Linked DNA regions of Zea mays: region 2 is linked to region 1. The links are chromatin contacts, called in public Hi-C maps. All regions are on one chromosome and are shown on one strand. Each heading gives the region's core, a stretch centred on a gene start, on an enhancer-like site or on the middle of the called end of the contact. The rest is flanking DNA. Distances are from core to core; before and after follow the strand shown. Region 1 holds the start of LOC103635426. Region 2 holds the start of LOC103635427.

The links. Hi-C and Micro-C count contacts between places; a contact is called where the count stands out from the background.
Region 2: a contact with region 1 is called in a Hi-C map of ear, with 5 times the contacts expected there. The contact joins the promoter of LOC103635427 here to the promoter of LOC103635426 in region 1. A contact is called at or near these places in 6 of 25 Hi-C or Micro-C datasets (bundle sheath, ear, leaf and 1 more) and 1 of 3 datasets of contacts at active chromatin or transcription factors (leaf).

What each region holds. Positions count from the first base shown.
Region 1 is chr8:79,018,734-79,025,881 of Zm-B73-REFERENCE-NAM-5.0, forward strand. It overlaps LOC103635426, which reads right to left and starts at 4,127. Exons shown (of 3, transcript XM_020542715.1): 1 at 3,846-4,127; 2 at 3,567-3,643; 3 at 2,963-3,494. The coding sequence starts at 4,127. The coding sequence ends at 2,963. It overlaps LOC103635424 (phosphatidylinositol 4-kinase gamma 4), which reads right to left and starts at 1,950. Exons shown (of 2, transcript XM_008657881.2): 1 at 1-1,950. The coding sequence starts at 838.
Region 2 is chr8:79,306,795-79,313,942 of Zm-B73-REFERENCE-NAM-5.0, forward strand. LOC103635427 reads left to right here and starts at 3,366. Exons shown (of 19, transcript XM_020543320.3): 1 at 3,366-3,709; 2 at 4,335-4,383; 3 at 4,454-4,513; 4 at 4,611-4,702; 5 at 5,788-5,839; 6 at 6,013-6,075; 7 at 6,192-6,241. The coding sequence starts at 3,606.

The sequences.
Region 1 (7,148 bases), core at 2,877-5,376:
GGCCGCGCGGGTTGTTGGCGGCCATGGGCTCCTCGTCCGCCGGCTTGAACACGGCCACGTGCCGCTGCCCCGTCGCGTCCCGCATGAAGTAGGCTCCCCCCGTGCCCTCCGACGACATGATGGGCGCGTTCCCGCTCTCCATCCCGGCGAGCGCCGCGTCGACCATGCCACGCACCGCCGCCTTATGGTCGCCGCCTACGGGCTCGATCCTGACGTCGTCACGCCGTGGCGGTGGCGACGGCCGCCCGGACCCGGCGTCGCGCGCGACGACGGAGCGCCGCACCAGCAGGTGTATCACGGCGCCGTCGGCCCTGCACACGTCGTGGATGAGGTGGCGGTCGTCGAGGTCCTCGCCCTCGAGCACGAGCCGCTGCTCGCCGGGGCGCGCCGCCGCGGGGTGGTCCTTGGCGATCTGCTGCTTCACGTACCCGACGGTGCGCCCGGGCTCCACGCGGAACCTGAACTTGCCGCCCTGCACGGTCTCCACGGTGATGAGGCGCACGTCCGGGACGCGGATGACCAGGTGCACCACGTTGCCGTCCGCCACGCCGTAGTCCAGGATGCGCCCGTCGTCGCGCGCCAGCTCGCGCCCGCCGAAGACGAGCTTCTGCTTGCGCGCCCTCACGCCCCGGGACGTCTGCACGCGGAGCTTCACCGAGGCGATGGAGTCGGACGCCATCACCCGCATCGGCAACACGGCCAGGCCCGGCGCCGTCAGGTAGATCACGATGGCGGCGGCGGCGGCGGCGAAGGAGGAGGACGACCTCGCGCAGTGCGGACGCAGCGGGAGGAGGCCGCCGTCCCTCGTGCAGACGGCGGTGGCGCCGGCCGCCGACATCGTGGCTGGCTGGATCCTGTCGCCTCGATCTTGTAGCACAACAAGGACGGCTGAGGAGGCCGGCCGGTCAGTCGCGACGATCCGCGTGATCGACGACCTTGTGGCGATGGGATGGAATTGGTGGAACGCCAACAGGCGCCTTCTCCTTTGGTGATGAATTCAAATGCAACGAACAAAGCTTCTAGCCGGCCGCCACCGCGCGCTCTGAAGAAGTAACTACATGGAATGACGTGGAGCTTCTTCCATGGCTACGTTAGTTTGATTTCTTTCGATCTGATCTGCCCCTAGAATGAATTAAGGGAACAACCTAGCCCCGACCGACGACCCCCTTGCTTGTCTCGGCAGGCACAGAGACGTGGCAGTAGCAGAGGAGGCTGCGATCGATGCTAGAGGGGACGGGAAAGGACGATCGACGGACGGTACGTACAGAGCTGGTCCAAGACGACGATGGGGGTGGGGGAAGGGAAGGGGCAACCTCACCACACTCGGTGTCCCTGGCTCGTGTCCGGCGACGGAGTTCGCGAGCGCAAAGGACACGCGAGCGGGCGATGGGTCCTTACCACCAATGGGAAGAACCGAGGAAGAGAGGGAGGCGCCGGAGCCTCTTATATGGATGGATCGGCGCGGCCAGCCGGCCACGCACGGCAGCGCGAACTTCCGCGAAGCTTAGCACACACCACCACCAGCCTGTCCCTGACCCCCTTGTCGATCGCTAGCTAGTAACGGCCGGTCTGGGGGGCAGCCAAAATTAGGGCCAGCTGTCTCTCCTGTCCTGGTTTGGTCTGGACGCATGGCATGGCACCCACGCCGCGCCATGGCTGTACCTCTCCCTTCTTTAACAACCAGCGAGCTGAGCTACACAGCCGCGGGCGCAGCAGTGTCCAGAGAGCCATTCATGCATTCTGTTCTCTCATTCCACTGGTACGCCGCGAATCGAGGGGAGGAAGAGAAGAGGCGCTGCCGTGGAAGAAGACAACGGTTGCAATGGCTGGCTCTGGTCGGCCCAGGTCACTGTGGTTTGCTGGAGTTGGGTTGGACCTGGGCCAGATGCACGGATGCGGTGACGTATGTTTACTTGGTCTGTGGCCGAGGACTAGCTCCACTGAAAGGAACGAAAGATGAACTCTCGTTTGATGACATGTACCACACACTCATTACTCATCATCCATTGCACAATAACGCCTACTTGTTCTAGAGCAAGGGAATTGAGAGTGCTAAATCTTTAAGGCCTTGTTCGGTTCACAGGTTTTTATTCTAGAGGGGGATTTAATCCAGAGAGGGATTGAGTTAATCCTCTCCTTATCATTTGAACCCCTTGGGGGTATAATCCCCTTCGGTTGTAATCCTTGGTTTTAAAAGCTTGTTCGTTTAATCTAGGGAAACATGCAAAGGGAGATAATGAAAGACCCATATCAACAGAATCTAATAGTTCGAAGCAACACAGGCACGCTATCACTGCATGAAGCATAGAGTATCTGGTAATGTTGCTAAGACCTAAAGAACAACCACAACATGTTGTGTGTGCAAAAGTTGATGCTTTTAGTGTGCATGATACTCCTTTGTCAGATACGCAGTCTAAACACTACTTCCAATCACAAGCAGCAGCTTCCCCTGGTATCATCATTGCCAAAATATATATTAGACCCTGCAACCAAATGTAGGGCAGACACTCCTACTACATATGTAACATGAAAATATACATCCAAATTTCAAATGATCACCAAAAGAAAATATACATCAAGTCTGTAGGTCTAATATACATTCAGATTGCAATGGTAAAGAAGCAAGTCTATAGGTCCAATATACATTCATATATATTGGAATGGTAAATATCCCTGGCTTCTAAAAATTTTGCTGCAAAGGAGCACCACAGGCAGTTGAATTAAATCTAGTGGAGAAATAAAGGAAGAGGAGAAAGAAAGGGAGTGCAAAGAAAGATAAAACTAAACAAGCCCTTATCATGCAACGAGACTAAGGTATAAAACTAGACAACTCATGAGCTATCATATCATCTGTATACTTATTGTGTAGAATTCATGACCTCTTATAATGCAAGCTATGCAAAATCGAGTTAGGATATGCAGTTAACCTTAGGTATACCTGCTAAACCATCTCGTCCCTCAACTACATCAATGCAGCCTCTCTATCATCATTGCATGCGCTCAAGAAAATTTGGCGATTGTCAGGGTCCTTGAACACCTTATAGGCTTTGACCTTCTCCTCCTTTGTGACCTCCAATGTGTTTAGAACTGATATGCAATTCTTAATTGAGAAGTCATCACCTCCTCTTGCCTCCCTTTCTCTTGCTAATAGTGTTGCTTCATCTTCAGCTTGTTTGCTTCTAATGTTTAGGTACCTCTCCATCAATACCTCTATGTTGGAACTCTTCTTTTGTCTCTTTGGTCCTTTTTCTTCTCCATTCCTTGAAACAACAACAGTCCTTTTTGGTATTTTATCTTGTTTATCAGCATTTACATCCACTCCTTCAACTTCATACACTTTGTCTTCTACTTCATTTTGTTCGTGGTCTGCCAGAAGCTCTCTCACATCTTCATGGTCTTCTACGTTGATAGAAACATCTCCAGTCCCAATTTGTGTGAGATCTGGACCATTTGGTTGAGTAGAAGTGAAGTTGTAGGTCCCTTCAGCAGTATTGCTTGTACATAGAAGTTTTAGTACAAGGAACAGTACAACATGGTAAACAAGCATAGATGTGACATGGTGAAACTAACCATCATGTAGGTCTCCCAAAGCTTCAAAGAGAGGGAAAGATTTGTTGCGAAATTTCTTAGCCTTTGGAAATGACTGCATAATAAAGTCAAACAACTTATTTACTAAAACAAATTATAGGGCATGTTCTAAATCTTATCCATAAAGTAACTATACAGAAAATATGTACATAGAAGATGCTATAAAATTGTTGCAATCATTTTTCCTATACTAGCATAACACCTTATTTCATATACACTACTATGAAATGTAACGATCATTGGAGAAATAAACTTACTTTGATTATGTTGTCCCATATTTGTGGATGAGCTTGAATCATACACCTCCTCTCATCCCAAGAAACCCCGCTTTGTTTTCTTGCATCTTTCAACATCTTGTAATCTCTCTTTAACTCTTTTTCCTTTTCTTGGATTTGAACTTTTGAGAAACCTGCATATCTTTCCCTCTCTTGAAATTCCTTAGCAATCTTGTTCCATGCATCAGGTGTCCAACCATTGTTACCCTTATATTCAGGAGTATTGTGTTCATGTAACAAGTCAACAAGGGTCTTCTCTAACATAGAATTCCAATTTGCTCTTGTTTTCCCTACAAATCAGCACATAAACAACATAAGAAAGAACAAAGACAAATTAGAAAGAACCAACATGTATACCTTTTGGAGAGCCTCCATGTGTCTTTGAAGCAGCAACTGTAGGAGATTTCTTCTTTTGTGCACCGTTGGATAAGAGCATGTTTAATCTCGGTGACCCTCTTCCAAACATGTTTAATCTTGGTGACCCCCTTCCAACCATGTTAACTTATAACATGAGCATAATTAGAACATGATACTAATAAGGCTAAAGCATACTAAATTTTAGAGAATACTCATTATCACAAAGAAAACTGTTTCATTTCCAAACTAGGAGGATACTCATTACACATTAAATCCTATTTGAATGCACCACTAATTATTTCTATGTTGTTGATAATCGGTCCACATTTGTTGTGTAATTGTGTCTCTAAGATTGTTGCCTTGTTCATTGCCCTGATCGTTGCTTTGATCTCCATCTGGAAGGTCAACAACATTGCCTTGAACATTTTCTTGTTGATCTTCTAACCATTGTTCATCTCCTTTGAGAGATCGAATAATGTTGTGCAACACGGCAGCGGCTATCGGTATCTTCACTTGGTTTTCTATTTTATGAAATGTGGCAACTTTAAGGATGGGGAAGCGTTTCTTTATAACTCCTAAGGCCCTCTCAATATGATTCCTCAACACTGAATGGCGATGGTTGAAGATCTCCTTGTAGTTTTGAGGTCTTCGGTGACCTGCACCATATTCCTTCAAATGATACCTGACTCCACGATATGGGGCAAGAAAAGATGGTGTGTTGGCATAACCACCATATACTAAATAAAACTTCCCAGGGGTACTTGGAAGCCACTGTTCATTGCATCTCTAAGAACTCTAGCATCCGTCGTAGACCCCTCCCACCCAGTAGATATGAAAGTTACATTGAGATCAAAATCATACGCTACCATTACATTTTGAGTAAGGCTGCCCTTCCTATTCCTAAATGGAGCGGCTTTGTTTGGTGATATCGATATAGGCACATGAGTGCCATTGATTGTGCCAATGCAATTCTGCATAGAAAAAACTACACGTGAATTTCTAAACATTGGAAGGAAAATAACAATTATTGACATAACATGGAATAGTCCATGTAATCACCTTGAAGTAGGGATAAAACCTAGGATTCCTTTCAATTTGTTGATGGACATGATTAGGATTTGGTGGCTTCAGAAATTGCTTGGAGTGGGTAGAAACAACTAGGTCAAAGAAATGCTTTATGCGACGATGATATGTATCACCACTATGCCCAAATTCTTCTATTAGGTCTTCAAATGAGGCATTATGGCTGAGCATGTATAAAAAGAATGCTAGCTTTTCCTCAACCTTAATCCTGGTATCACGAACCAGCCTCTCCCTTCTAAGATAATTCACCAATGATTTGAATATTTCAGGCTCCATCCCGAACGCTACCCGACAGTTCTTCACATGACCTTGCAGCAACTCCTGAACATGCTCTTCACCACTTAATTTTGATGTATTCCTTTGCATTTTTTCCTTACCGTGTTGGAACTAGAACCCAACATATGTAGCATAGGTAAAAAAACAGCATCATATCATCATCATCCTCATCTCTCCTCTTCCTAAGGTGATCACTTAATGCCGCATCCATTGCTAACTAAAAAGAATTTCATTGCAGAAAATAAACACCCACATAAGCGAAAAAATATGTAAGAAAAAACATTTAGGATATAACAAGTACCTAATGGAGAGGATATTGGATCCCAAGACGGTGGAAGTTCGTCTTCTCCAACTCGAACCGGTGCAGGAATAATCTAGAAATATAATAGGTTTTTGTTAAAAAATACATCTACAAATATAATACATACAACCATGCGAATATGTGACTTTATTTATATAACAACATACACGAGTAAAGCAATCAGGCTAACTACAATGCGTGGAGAAGAGAGAATTGGCAGCAAGCTGCAACCTCACTTGCTACCCAGTTTTACAAACCCGTCTGAAACTAAAACTGATTAGACGAAGGACATCATCATCCTCATCTCTCCTCTTCCTAAGCTGCAACCTCACTTTCAACCAAAAGCCATAAAAGTCTTAGTTCACAGTTCAAAACTTGAAATATATAACAACAGAACATGATTAGACGATCATCTCCTCTCTGGATACTTGGCATATCAACAGAACATTTTGGTTGGGCGGGCCAGAACATTTTCATTCATCCCTCATGAATGCGAGAACCATTGGGGGCTGCAAAGAATTGGTAGTACTACAACTTGCAAAGAAATGAACGACCAGGAACATCACAGCGGCCAACTAAAACACCTACTCCAAGGCGGTGAAGAAGCCATGACGGATCTTGTGGCGGAACTGCCCGAATTATTCCGACTTAAGTGCCTAAGCCCCGCCTTAGAGGCTAGACCACACTTAAATAGGAATAACCCGTCAATCCCTCGGATCTAGTCCGACGAGGCCACTGACAGGATCAAGTACCACAATCTCACTCGATGGTGAGTCACAGAGCAAATACAATAAAGCATAAAACCATACATTAAGGAGTATTAAATTATTACATCACCATCGGAGTTTAGCAAAAGTAGTCATCATTGTTCGAAGTGCAGCGGAATAAAACTAACGATAGATAAATGGAGGGATGGGGAAGCCTGTCCCATCACTCCTCATGCTCCTCCTCGGCCGAGGCAGGGTCCCACTTGACAGTCCAACCCGGTGGCAAGATGGACGACCAAGTCACTCCAGCAACCATGTCCTCCAAAGAACCTGTAAAATTGTGCCACAAGCAAGGCTGAGTATACTAATACTCAGCTAGACTTACCCGGTGCGAGGAGTCTACTCCTCTACCTCTAGACATGCAGCTGTTTGGCTGTGGGGTTTGGTTGCCAAAAGCACTAGCTGAGTTTCTAAATCAAGTTTTAACTTTGTCAAATTTAAGTGTGACTCTCTTAAGGCTAAATATGTACTGTCTACTCATACATGGTAGCAAACATTTTT
Region 2 (7,148 bases), core at 2,116-4,615, 290 kb after region 1:
ACCGTGGTATTCAAGTTGATCATTGGATCACTTGAAATGGGTTGAGTGAAACCCTCGTCCATTGGGACGCCACAACGTGGAAGTAGGCAAGTGTTACTTAACCGGACCACGGGATAAAAACACCGTGTCTCTTGTGTCGCTTTTCTCTGTGATTGATTTCTTCTCAAGAGCTCTCGGTATAGCAACTTGGTTTAATCTAACTAACATCTTATAAACCAAGTTTGTGCTTTTAGTATTTGATTTTACAGGGTCACCTATTCACCCCCTCTCTAGGTGCTCTTAAAAGTTTAGGAGAGAAAACCTCAGCTCAACTGGCCCGAAGGTAGGTTCAACTGGTGTATGGTCAAAGAGATTCATAGTTGAAGTTGAAGTTCAATTGCAGTTGAGAAAGCTCAACTGCAGCTGAAAAAGCTCAACTGCAGTTGAAAAAGTTCAACTCAGCTGAAGTTCAACTCAACTGAAAAAGCTCAACTACAGCTGAAGAAGTTCAACTCAGCTGAAGTTCAACTCAGCTGAAAAGGCTCAACTATAGCTGAAGAAGCTCAACTTAGTTGAAGTTCAACTCAGCTGAAAAAGCTTAACTGCTTTTCAACAGGAACACTCTCAGTTTCTCAATCTTAACAACAGTCAGACACAGAGTGTCCAAGGGATTTTGGTTTTTCGAAATAGCTTTTGAATATAGAGGCTTGAGCTTTGGCAAACACCAACCTTCTTTTTGGATCCCCTTGATAATACAACGATTTTTGTACTCAAGTTAAATAAAATATAATTAAGTAAACTCCTTGAGTAATTCGTGTCTTGTGTGTGATTTCTCCATGGTGTTGCTTCATAAGGATCACAAACATCTTTGTCTCACCTTTTGAAGCAAACACAAATCAAACCCTATGACTTGCACCATTTCACCATATATGAGTTTAAATCATGGCTTCAAGTCACCTTACTGATGCATCAATATATTATAACTCTTCATGATTAGTTCATCGACTTAGTGCAAGTACTCTCTTCTTAACCTTAGCCATGGTACCTCGGTCCCGTCGCTTGGCCTTCACCTTCGCTTAGTTTCTCGAAGCCCTTTCCTTGCTATCTTCACCCTATCAAGCCATTCTTGAGTCACATCATATTGAGCATCCATTGAGAGAATCATTTCTTCAATATTCTGAACCTTGCTTGAATGTCTTATAGATATAACTGTTAAGATCAATCAAGCTCTAGTTTGATTCTCATAGAAGCATATCTGGACTGATAGTAATATGGTCAAGCCAATTCATGATTCCTCATATCTTATTCACTTTGGCTTGACCAATCCTCTTAATCACTTCATCCTCTATTCTGATCATATGTATGTAGTGATTTCTCAGGTCTTATCCATAAATTCAAACCAATATAGAGATCATATTATATCCATCTGCATTGTCTCACTGGTTATTTAATCTTGTGTTGAATCTTTGTTCACTGATCATTATACACTATTCAAGTATGTTCATCATACTGAATTTCCTGTTCAACACTTAGCAAACTTGTTAGACCTTTAAATGTGTTGTTATCCAAATCACCAAAACTCACAAAAGAGATTAATGCACTTTCAGTGGAATCACCGGACAGTTCCGGTGTGCCCGTCGACAAACAGAACAACCAACGACTAGAATAGTGGTTGGGGCTATAAATACCCCACAACCACCATCATTCAAGTCATCCAAGCTTTCCACTATCTACACTCAATACAAGAGCAAAGAATACACTCCAAAGACATATTCAAAGCCCTAAATTCTCTCCAAGTGCCATAATCAAGTCAAGTGATCAAAAGTGTTTATTGGCATGAGAGATGGTGATTTGTGTTTCATTTGTTGCTCTTGTTTGCTTGGTTGCTTTCTTCTTCTCCTTCTAAACTTTCCAAATGTTTTGTAAAACAAGCAAGAGACACCTAATTGTGTGGTGATCCTTGCGGGGTCTTAGTGACCCATGAGATTAAGAAGAAGCACTCGACCGGTCTAGGTGACCGACTGAGAGAGGAAAATGGTTGAAATAGACCCGTCCTTTGTGACCTCCTCAACGGGGAGTAGGTTCTTTGAAACCGAACCTCGGGAAACAAATCACCGTATCCACTTGTGTTGATCTTCACCATTCGATTTGTTTCTTCCCTCTCCCCTCTCACTAAAAGTTCTCTTGCTCACATTGTTTTGAGTTAGCTCCCAAAGTTATCTGTATTGATTGAGCAATTCATAGCAAGAAGAACTATATTTCGCACTCCAAATTAACTACTATTTATTTCTAACCTAACCCTGGGTGAAGTGCATGTTCAAAGTTTATAATTTTCAGGTTTCGCCTATTCACCCCCTCTAGGCGACTTTCACAAACCAAGCATGTGGGCTTTCCCGAATAGCCACAAGCTTAAGAAAGTTTTGTGAGGCAGTATTCTAGTCTATTTTGTCGGTATTTTACTTTTTAAATATTTGTTTCAATGGTAACATTTTTCAATGTAATGCTACCATCTACTGTTCTCAATAGACGTACATAAGGTGGTGTTTTAGGGGATAAAATGAACAATCATGTTCTCCTTAATTCAAGGATCCATACACAATGAATCCGTTTTCTCTTAATTCAAACGGATTCGGTTCTCCAACATTTTGGGGAAAACAAAGATGACCAAAGTTTTGTCCGTGATCCACCTTAGAGCATATACAACCTGGAGACTATAGCTCGATTTTCCACATACAAGAGATAACTAAGAGACTGCATGATACAACTTAGAGTCTATGTATCATAAATACATTTAAGAAACAATATGTATAAAGAATCGAGTAGTTGTATTTCTTTAATTAGCCTACTAGAGACCCCTCAAGAGACCTCATATTAAACGGGGTTGCACATGCACTTAGAGTGTTTTCCATGTTCCATAAAAGTTGTGCTTTGGAGGAAAAAATTGGGGCCCTTAAATCCAAACTAGCTCTCTTTAGCTAATGTTAAATGTTGGTTTGTTTAAGGCGAAATGAACAAGCCTTTATATATATATGCTTCAACCATACTACAGGTTCCTGATAAAAATATCTCAATGTTAGCTTGATGGCCCTTTGTGTTCAAAAAAAAGAAAAAAATTGCTTGCTAATTAGTGCCTTGGCATTAGATAGAAATCTGAAATGACTGTGATAGACGTTGTTCAGTTTACCGATTTCTTCCTTTACATAGTTATTATACTTTTTTCTTGAAAAATACATCAATTTTCTTTTTCAACCTCTATCCCTTCTTTTTATATATACATTTCTTTAGAAACATACAAATTAGCGCGCCAAGGCGCTAGTTAGACACTAGTTATAGAAACAACAAGAGTGATTTTGAAGGAGCTTTCGATCTGACATGCCTCCGGCCGTGAATTCGATTGATTCCAAGTTTGGACGACGTTAAAAAGGCCCGGTCCAACAGCAAGACAACTGGGCCGATTAGGCCGCTGGCCTATTAGTCCTAGCACATCAGCAGCGTCCATCCGCGGCGCCCGCGCTAGAAAAGAGTCCATCTCCTCCCTCCCTGGCTCGGCTGTCGGCTCCCTTCGCCACCGCCTTCACCTCCTTCCCTCACCTTCCAGAGCCCACTGTTCCCCGGCGGCGGCAGAGATGAACGTGTGGAACTACGTCGTCACGGCGCACAAGCCCACAAGCGTCAGCCATTCCTGCGTCGGCAACTTTACCAGCCCCAACCAGCTCAACCTCATTATCGCGTAAGCGCACAAGCAACCCCCCCTCCTCCCTGTCTTCTTCCTCTCGACGTACGATCTAACTCGGAGCGCTGCTCCCAAATGCTCTAGCACTTGAGATTGGGCAAACCTTGCGGGGTCTCCTAGGGTTTTGGGACGTAGGTGGGGCGCGGCCTAGGGTTTGCCCTCAGCTAGACCACTCTGGAATGCGTGGTTTCCTCTATCTCGTCTAGGTTGTTCCGGATTTATTTCTGCTCACCCTTCCCCGTTCTAAATTTTTTCTTTAATTCCGGAGGGGCAATTTCGGGGTTTGTACCACCCAGTTATGCAATATCTGAGACTAGCACAGTAAAACCCTACCTAGCAATTTGGCAGTCCCTACTGGGATGTTCAACAGTCGAGCTAATACAAAGTGACACATGCCTGGCGTGATTCTCTCTGTATTTGCGATTTATAGCTCATTAGAGCGATAGCTAAACATCGGATGTAGCAACCATATTCTAACTACATGTTCCATGGCAACACAACTTGAGACGTTTGTGTTGAATTTGCTGCCTAGAAATACATGTAACAACAGAGTTAGGATTTTTTTCTGTTGGCAATTGCCTGTACAATCCTTTACTAAGGCACACCTGCATCAACCTTTCAGGAAATGCACCCGGATCGAGATCCATTTGCTTACCCCTCAGGGCCTTCAGGTTAGTCATTTATAGATTTGTCAGCGTAGTTTCACTATGATATCTTCTGCATGATATCTTCGCGTACCAGCCGATGCTTGATGTGCCTATATATGGGAGAATTGCAACGATTGAGCTCTTCCGGCCTCATGTAAGCTAGTTTACAGTTCATCCATCTGAGATACTTTATTTGTCTTTGTGTTGAAGTTTTTTTATAAATGGATTTTCTGTTGGTTTCTTATCCTCAGAATGAGACTCAGGATTTTCTTTTCATTGCTACGGAGAGGTACAAATTCTGTGTTCTGCAATGGGACACAGAAAAATCAGAGCTAATCACCAGGTTTGGACACTTACTCTCCTAGCCTTTCACTTTACACAACATGGATTTATGTTGCAGGTCTCACTTACATGTTGTCTGTAGGAAAACAAAACTGGTGTTCTCTATTTCGTATGGAAAATAATGATTTATTTGTAACATGGATTTGTACAGGGGCAGACGCAAGGGGTGGGCAAGGTGGGCCATGGCCCCACCTTAATTTTATAACTTCTTATACCTAGGTTTAAATATACATTAAAATAAAAAATATATATATTCTTAGTTTTGATTCAACTTTTTTTTTCAGCGCTCCACTACTCAGCCCAATCCCCACCCGAGTCATTTGATTCTCTCTCCTAGCGGCTAGCCCACTCGTGGCTCGCTTGCTCCTTCAGTTATTAACTGATTGGTTAGTGGGTGACCTAACCCACCCGCTGCCAGTTCCACCTTGCCTCCTCGTCACTCGCCAACTCGTCGCATTGTCGGGATCCTACACGCAATGCTGCTAGTTTGCCTCCTAGTCCGCGCCGACGAGCCTCGTCACTCGCCAACTCGTCGCATTGTCGGGATCCTACACGCAATGCTGCTAGTTTGCCTCCTAGTCCGCGCCGACGAGCAGGTAGGCTGTCAGTGGGATCCTACCTTGGCACCACGACACCACCTGCCCTCGCTATATCACTGGGTCCCACAACGTCATCACAATGTGGCAATGGTTGTCGCTTACCGTCGCCTGCCCTCGCTATCCCCTGAAAGTTGTCGCTTCATCGTCGCCATCTCGCGACGGACTCGCCAACTCGCCACAACGACATGCCGATGTGGCCGCTCCGCCCCAGCCTCCCCCCTCGTTGGCCCACCTTTTTCCCCTCTCCGACTCTCCCCTAGGGCAACCAATTTTTTTCCGGGTATTCATGTCATTTTGAAACAATCAGTATTATCACCTAACCTTTACGTTATTATCATGGAGCTACTTTTATCCAGTGGTCTAGTCTAGTGATTTGTCTTTTACAATGTCGCCCCACCTAGAATTTTATCCTGCATCCGCCACTGGATTTGTAGCTTACCTCAACTTGCTTGGGACTAAAAGGCTTTGTTGTTGTTGTAATATGTAGAGCCATGGGTGACGTTTCTGATCGCATTGGCCGCCCTACTGACAATGGACAGGTGAGTTCTTTTTCAGTTTCAACCCTCTACATTTGACTCCTTAATAATATCAAAATTTTCCTTCAATTTGAAAATTTATTTGTCCATCATTTCACAGGGTTTTACATGAATAGTGAGCAATATTTCACCTGTAACAGTAATACTAATGAATGATCTTTTTCTTTATTGTGTAGATTGGAATCATCGACCCTGACTGTAGACTCATTGGTCTTCATCTCTATGACGGCTTATTTAAGGTAAATATATTGTCTGCCTCATTAGGTTTATGGATGCAGATTTGTTCTTATTATAAAGATGTACTCGACATATCCCAAACACACCTCTTATTTCTTTTGCTATCCGTGCTTTGCAGGTTATACCATTTGACAACAAAGGGCAGCTGAAGGAAGCTTTCAATATCAGGTATGAGTGTGGAATTTCTAATTGTTAGTTATTTGCTGAAAAGTATTAATGTGTTCTGGAAATGTATGTGGTAGTAACAATAGATATCGGAGCATGCATGCATACTCAGTATTTCTGTCATTGGGTGGATATCTTTTTGGCACCCTCTGCAGTTTACTTGGAAACCATAATGCGCATGACTTAATCTCGTTTAGATGTCTCCATTCTTCTATCCATCAGTATGAAATTTATGTGGTTATCAATGCTATCAAGTCGTGTAGTCGATCCTAGTCACCATGGAACTGATCAGGCTAGTTGCGATTAGTCTTCAATCAGGGCGACTAATCGTCACTGGTCGCTTCTAGTTGTCAGGTAGTTTTCCTATATAAATCAGAACTAATATACCAAATATATGCTAATATACTATATGTTCTAGAGTACAAATCAAGCATGAAGGAAACTCTAGGGTGGTGGCTGTATGTAGGATTGCAAATTGGGCTGAAGAACATGAGCCCAAGTGGCCTAAGCCATCCCAGATGCAGCCCATGTCCTAAGCTGCCCAATAATTTCATTCTTTCTGGTTGTCCACCCCTAGTTTCCTGACTATTTGTGATTAGTCAATGACTAATCAGATGACAACAAAACTAATCGTAAGTCGTAACCCATAGTCGAGTCCAGCATACCGGCTAGGATGACTAATCACGAGGTTGTCTTGTGAATCAAATTGATGCCAGCGGCTTCTCATGGCATCTTGAGAGCATACTATTGTTCTAGCATTTATCTCATGCTATCTATGATCAGATTACATTAGCAACATTTACTCATCATGGAATTTTATCACAAATCTTGGTGATTAACTTTATGGAGATGAACTTAGATATTTTGAGTATATTGTATAATAGTTAATGTTATGTTACTCATACTATCT